Regions from separate parts of the Capra hircus genome. Here region 2 is linked to region 1. Evidence: chromatin contacts called from public Hi-C data. All regions are on one chromosome and are shown on one strand. The core of a region is the stretch at or near the end of the contact, and the rest is flanking DNA. Distances in the headings are between cores, read along the strand shown.

What was found. Hi-C and Micro-C count contacts between places; a contact is called where the count stands out from the background.
Region 2: a Hi-C map of blood shows a contact between it and region 1, with 2.3 times the contacts expected there. The contact joins the promoter of LOC102186814 here to the enhancer-like site in region 1. A contact is called at or near these places in 4 of 5 Hi-C or Micro-C datasets (blood and liver).

Annotation. Positions count from the first base shown.
Region 1 is chr2:17,256,364-17,259,994 of ARS1.2, reverse strand. No RefSeq gene overlaps it. Among named protein-coding and RNA genes, the nearest start is that of CAB39, 68 kb to the right of the region's middle. Within about 2 kb of position 1,599, at least 3 of the 5 cell types and tissues checked have an H3K27ac peak or open chromatin away from gene starts, as enhancers often do.
Region 2 is chr2:17,359,016-17,362,646 of ARS1.2, reverse strand. It overlaps LOC102186814 (nuclear body protein SP140-like protein), which reads left to right and starts at 1,681. Exons shown (of 22, transcript XM_013973246.2): 1 at 1,681-1,887. The coding sequence starts at 1,856.

The DNA of each region.
Region 1 (3,631 bases), core at 350-2,849:
TTCATGGCTGTAACCACCATCTGCAATGATTTTGGAGCCCAGAAAAATAAAGTCAGCCACTGTTTCCATTGTTTCTCCATCTATTTGCCATGAAGTGATGGGACCAGATGCCATGATCTTAGTTTTCTGAATGTTGAGCTTTAAGCCAACTTTTTCACTCTCCTCTTTCACTTTCATCAAGAGGCTCTTTAGTTCTTCTTCACTTTCTGCCATAAGGGTGGTGTCATCTTACAAAACAGGAGAGATTTTATTTGGGCCCCTGGTGACTGCAGGTATGAAATTAAAAGATGCTTGCTCCTTGGAAGAAAAGCTTTGACAAACCTGGACAGCGTATTAGAAAGCAGAGACATCACTTTGCTGACAAGGTCCGTATAGTCAGAGCTATGAGTTTTCCAGTAGTTGTGTACAGAGGTGAGAGTTGGACCATAAAGAAGGCTGAGCACCAAAGAATTGGTGCTTTTGAACTGTGGTGCTGGAAAAGACTCTTGAGAGTCCCTTAGAGTGCAAGGAGATCAAACCAGTCAATCCTAAAGGAAATCAACCCTGAATATTCATTGGGAGGACTGAGGCTGAAGCTGAAGCTTCAGTACTTTGACCACCTGATGTGAAAAGCTGACTTATTGGAAAAGACCCTGATGCTGAGAAAGACTGAGGGCAGGAAGAGAAGGGGACGACTGAGGATGAGATGGTTGGATGGCATCATTGACTCAATGGGCATGAGTTTGAGCAAATTCCAGGAGATAGTGAAGGACAGGGAAGCCTGGCATGCCACAGTCCATGCAAAGAGTTGGAAACGACTGAGCGACTGAACAACAGTTTTACTATGGGGCTTAATTATGGGAGGGGGGTCAGGAAAGATGGCAAAATGTCAAGCTCCAAACTCTGTCTCTCCACTTAGACAACAGCTGTACTAGCAGAAACTGGCCAAAGAGTGGGAGGCACCCAGCAAGGTCTCAGAGAGAGAAGAGTGAGGTCCTAACAGATCACTCAGCTCTGTAGCTCAGAGCTACACCTGAGCTTCCTATTCTGCTAGTTTCAACAAACTCCAGACAAGCACGGGCAGAAAGCACTGGGTCTCCGCTTGAAGGGAGCCTTCCAGGGGCTCTCCTCCTCTTTTCCCTAAATTTCATCCTGGGGTGAACTAGGTTTGGCCAAGGTGGACTTAATGGCAAAGGTGAAGACCTTCAGGATGAGGAAGAACTCCTGTCCCCAAAGGAAGGAATCATGATCGGATCGACAAGGGACGAGAAACTGAGACCGCGCTTGGGTAACGGTCGATCAGGCAGGAGCGGTTTTCGCCCAGCAAACACCGGATGTCGCGGGACGGGTCGGGACTTCCCCGCGGGCACAAGGTCGCTTACTGGAAGTCAGCTGCTGACGCAAGCTCAGCCCTCTGGGAGCCAGCCACGCACTTTCCCAAAGCACCCTCCCCTTGTGGGGCAGAAGTCAGCCAAGACGACCCTCTAAAGCGATGCACATTATCAAACGTGGTTTTGACGCAGTGGGTAAATAGCCGCTGCCCTGAGCCCCTTCAAGGGCCTCCCTCCACTCCCTGCTGCTCTTGCCATTGATCTTATACCTAAACACCACTACCCGCGCCACCCCACCCCAAGACCTCTCCAATCAGCAACCGATCAGTCCGGGATCCTCCAAGAACCTGCTGCAAACGGCGGCCGGTGTCAGTTTTCATCCGGAGCACACAGAGCAAGATGAAAGGAGAGGCATACCACCGGGGTCACGTTCTTAAAATTCTAATTTTAGCAAATGAAACTTCGCTTTAAATCTGCATTTTTCAGGGTAGGATGCGGGGACGTAGGAGGGATATTCAAGTGGCAGGGGACATAGGTAGACCTATGGCTGATTCATGTTGATGTGGTAGAAACCGACACAATGCTGTAAAGCAACTATCCTTCAATTTTTAAAAAAAAAATTTTTTTTTTTTTTTTTTTTTTTCATTTTTTAGGGTTTTTCCTCTACCCCGTTCCCGGCTCCAGAACCTTCAGAACGTCTACACTGCCCTCTGGTGGCTGAATGTTGTCATTGATCAGTCCCCTTTAGAAATGTCTTAAAACTTTTCCTCTCCTAATTCACCCTGTTGTCAGTCCTGAAAAAGTAGAACTTATTTTTTAATCCTCTAAACAAAGATCTCAAAATCAAGATTAGAAGTGATATTGTTTGTTTGGTTGCAAAGCCTGTCTGAATCTTTTGCCACCCCATGGGCTGTAGCCCACCAGGCTCCTCTGTCCATGGGGTTTCCCAGGCAAGAGTACTGGAGTGGGTTGCCATTTCTTTCTCCAGGGGATCTTCCCCACCCAGGGATGGAACCCACGTCTCCCGTGTCTCCTACTTGGCAGGTGGATTCTTTACCAGTGAGCTACCTGGGAAGCCCTAGAAGTGACATTGTGAAAGTCGCTCAGTCGTGTCAGACTCTTTGCGACCCCATGGACTATTCAGTCCACGGAATTCTCCAGGCCAGTACTGGAGAGGGTAGCCTTTCCCTTCTCCAAGGGATCTTTCCAACCCAGGGATTGAACCCAGGTCTCCCACACTGCAGGTGGATTCTTTACCAGCCGAGCTACAGGGGAAGCCCAAGAATACTGGAGTGGGTAGCCTATCCCTGCTTCAAGAGATCTTCCCCACCCAGGGGTCTCTCTTCCCCACTCAGGGGTCTCCTGAATTGCAGGTGTATTCTTTACCACCTGAGCTGTCAGGGGAGCCCAGAAGTGACATTATTTCCTTCTAAGTAAAAGGGAGTGAAATAATATAAGAAATTGGTGCCTGAGATAGTTTTCCTGTTTGGCAGTTCATATGCCCATAATTGAATTCATGACCTAGACAGAGAGGTCTTAGTTCAAATTGTGAGGATCCTATGTCTTTGACTCTTTTTCACTGCCACTGCTGAGCGGTCCCTGAGAATGTCCTTGGGCCTAGATGTCCTCAAGGACCAGACATCCCTGCCCTCCGGACCTCCCCCTTAGGCTGGCAGTGCTACCAGGTGAGCTTCCCTCAGGGGACTCCCGCAGGGACCAAGGGCTCTCTGAAGCTACAGGGCAGCGACACAGTGCTGCGCATTCATCTGGACAGCCTCCACCTCAGCACGCAGCCTGTTGACCTCCACTGGCTTGCCTTACAGATTTTGAATCTGAGAATGCTTCTTATAAGAGGAGTCTCATGGTGCCTTGCACAGAGAAGAAAGATCTGGGTATTAAGGCGAGCATTACCGCAGCTGACATCCGTCTTTTAAGGGGCGACGAGAAGTGGGTTGCTGTGGGTGGACATCGTCTTGGGGAGGGCTCCATCCGTGCACCGTCATAGCTGTTGCCCGGCACGAGTTCATGCGCAGGATGTGACCTCTGGAGGTGATGTGTGTAGAGAAGTGGCTTGACACCAGAGGTCATGTTCCAGTAGGAGCTCCTTCTGTGACGTGTGTGGTTGGCAGACGGAGCCAAACTCTTCATGCATTCATGAGGAGTCCCACACAGAGAACAGGGTGAGTTTTCTCAAACTGACAGTCATAACTAAGACGGCATCATGGCTCCAGTCCCAGGAAATTGTATCCACAAAAAGCATCAGGCAGGGGCAGCAGACACTGAAGCAGGAGCAACACGCCCGGAGATGAGTGTTTCCCAGT
Region 2 (3,631 bases), core at 432-2,931, 100 kb before region 1:
TGCCTTCTCCAGGGGATCCTCCCAACCCAGGGACCGAACCCGGGTCCCCTGCATTGCAGGCAAATTCTTTACCATCAGAGCCATCAGGGATGCCTGTTTATATATACATTCTCACACACACACACACACACACACACACACACACACACACACATATATATATTCTTTTCCATTATGGTTTATCATAGGACCAACCTGCCACCTGTCCTTTCCCAAACCTGAGTGGGTCTGACGTTATTTCTTGGATCAAAGAAACTGCTTTCTCCACAGAGGACTTGGGGTGCTTCAGACCCCCCACCCCACTGCTCTCATGGGTGTGGTGCAGGCCCAGCTTTCTCTGACCCACAGGAAGGTCTCCTCCAGGGGCCAAGAGCAGCCCCAGCTCGGGAGTGTCTGTCCTGCAGATGATCCAACCTCAGCTAAGCAGCCTCTGACTCCAGGTTCTCATCTTGGTGGCCCTAAGCAAGCCCACAGAAAAGCTGGCATGTTTATCTCAACATGCAGCACGGCGATGACCTGGTCCACCTGCCGCCCAGGAACAGAGAGGAGAGAGAGAAGGGACCCTAGACAAGGCAGGTGTGGTCTGTGCCAGCCTTGTGTGGACCCTGTGCCCCATGGAGTCAGGGGCAGAGGACAGTCCTGGCCAGACAAGGCTCAGGTCAGTAGTCCTGCTACCTGCTGCAGTGAGGGGGGCGAGAGAGGGGTCCACATGTGTGCAGGACCGGGTACCCCTGAGACCCTGCCCACTGGTAAAGAAGTCCTCATTGGAGTTCTGGGCTCTGTCCTGACCACAGTGAAAAGAAAGAAGTGAGCAGAGAGTAGAAACCCTCCTCTTATCCTCACGCATGATTTGGTTTCATTCTGACTCACAATCTGGTCACTTCTGATCGTTTGTGGAAGGATGACAGAATCTGAGTGAAAAATCTATGGACAGACACAACTCCAGGGCCAAGGGTCACCCCCTCAGCTGGGGTTACCTGCTCGTTCGTTTCTACATGATCCGGGTCCTAACCTCCATCTCCGTCTGGAGAGAAGCCTCTTGCCTCTGCATTCCCATGACAGTGTCGCAGGTTTCTGTTGTCAACCCCTGGCTACACTGGTGAAGCAACCCTGTAGTCAGGACACCTTAGACCCTTGCACCTAAGATGTCAACCCACATCACCAACTGGGCTCCACTCTCCAGCCCCAGGGCCTTGGAGGTTCTTCTCCTACCCCTGGCTGATTTCTAGGAATGCTAAAAATGTTCTCCCCACTTTATAAAGCTGAGCATTTGGGCTTGCTTCTGCTCGGTGTCCAAATGCTGGGACCTGACTCGGTTGGTCCAGGCTCTCTCACAGGCTGGAGAGAGGATCTGAAGTCTCTGTCTTTCCCTCTTCCCCTGACAACCATCTCAGCAAAGGGGAAGGGGCACACCTGAGTTTGCTCTTGACCCCATACTAAACTCTGAACCGCCCTGAGAAGGCAGAAGCCTGCAGACAGTTGGGGTCACGCAGATATCATTGCTGCCTTTGCACAGACAGCTGGACCCCTGGGGGCTGACCCGGCCGCTCCCTTGGCCCTCCAGGCCCTGAGTGTCTCTCCTTGTCTTGCATCCCTGGGACCACATGTCTTGATGGCTGGAAGCACCAGGGAGCTGCGGGTAGAGGGAAGGAGCCAGTGTCTGCCCAGCACAGCTCACTGGCAAGTACTTTCACTTCTGTTTTCCCCTCCATGGGCGGAGCCGCCAGCCCTGGATGAGACCCAGAGCTGACTTCCTGCTCGGCGCTCAGGGCTCCGGCAGCCTCTCCGGACCCAGGCTGGGGAGGCTGGAAGAATCAGAGGCCAAGCCCAGGCCCAGGCCAGGCTGGGCGGGAAAATGGCTGGAGAGGGCAGAGAGCTCAGCACCAGGTCAGTCTTTCTCCCTCTTCTTCCGCCTTTCCCTGTGGCCACACTGCTGTTCAGTGCTGTCTTTGGACTCTGCACCGAACCTTTGCTTTCCACCTGGTGTAGGGGAACCTTTGCCTGCCATATAGGGCTGGCCAGGAATGTGTGCCGAGGAGATGGGATTTCAAACTGCAGCCTCAGGGCGCCTGCCGGTTGAGTCCTGCTGCCACAACACACATGACTGCTTGCTTTGCAGCTACGGCTCCGCTGGCCCGTCTGCCTGAAGGCGCCTTGTCCTTTATGACGCTTTATTTCCTCGTGACCCCAGATTACTCTCATTTCCCTCTTGTCAGTTCTACCTTTGCATAGATCATTTCGAAGAAGGTAGTTTAGAAAACACAAAATTCAGGGTAAACCCCTGACATTTTGAAACCCTGGGTGGTGTGGGCTCACGTCTGTCCTGTCGGTGACACCTCTGTCAGCTCTGGAACTAATCTCGTTTCTGACTGGGGGTCCTGGGCTCCTCCTCCAGCCATCCTGAGCAAAGAAACAAAAGGAAGAGAAATGCCTCAAACTGCCCAGGGCTAACACAGGCGGAGTAATTTTACGTTTGGTTTCATTTTCTATTCTGGAACAGGTTACATCTCTACAAGGAAACAAGTCGTGTTTCTATCTTTCTCTAGTAACGGATCAGAAATAACATTACTTAATATTTTAAAATTTTAATTTTTTTAATGCAGAAGAAATACATATGCAGTCTGGCTCATAAAATTTCAAACAATACGGAAGTAGAGAGAGGGGAAAAGTCCTGTTCACCACTCACCCCCTCGCAGCTTCCAATCCCGGTCCTGTTAGAGTTGTAGGCATAACCCTCCAGATTTGCATTTATGTACATAACTCATTTTCCTACATACATAATGTGAGCCCTGTTTTTTAAAACATGGAATTATATTGTAAATGCCATTTTGCATTTTCGCTTAGTTTAATAGTGAAAATCATAGAGATCTTCTTAATAATCATGGGCTTGCCTTATTCCTTTTAACAGCCATATATAATACTATTCTGTGGAATGGACACGCCATAGTTTTATGTTGTTGTTGTTTGTTTATTTCTTTAATTGAAGTATAATAGTTTTACAATATTGTGTTAGTTTCAAGTGCACAGCAAAATAATTCAGCTGTACATATACGCGTATATATGTATAGACACATATTCTTTTTCATTCTTTTTCCATATATGTTATTACAAAATGCTGAGTAAAGTTCCCTCTGCTACAAGCAGGTCTTTGTTGTTTGTCTGTTTTATATAGTAGTGTGTATATGTTACTCCAAAATTCCTAATTTAACCCCCCTCCATATGTTCCCTTTGGAAACTGTAAGTTTGTTTCCTATGTCTGTGAGTCAGTTTCTGTTTTGTAACTAAGTTTATTTGGATCAGTTTTTTACATCCCACATATAAATGATAGATGATATTTGTCTTTCTCTGACTTACTTCACTTAATATGATAATCTCTGGGTTCATCCATGTTGCTGCGAATGGCGTTGCGTTTTTTTCCTGACTGAGTAACATTCTGTTGAATGTATATACCACATCCCCTTTACCCATTCCTCTATCGATAGATATTTAGGTTGTCTCCATGTTCTGGCTACTGTAAATAATTCTGCAATGAATACTGGGTCGCACGCATGTCTGTGAAGTATGGTTTTCTCTGTACACATGCTCAAGAGTGGGATTGCTGGACCATATGGTAGTTCTGTTTTTAGTTTCT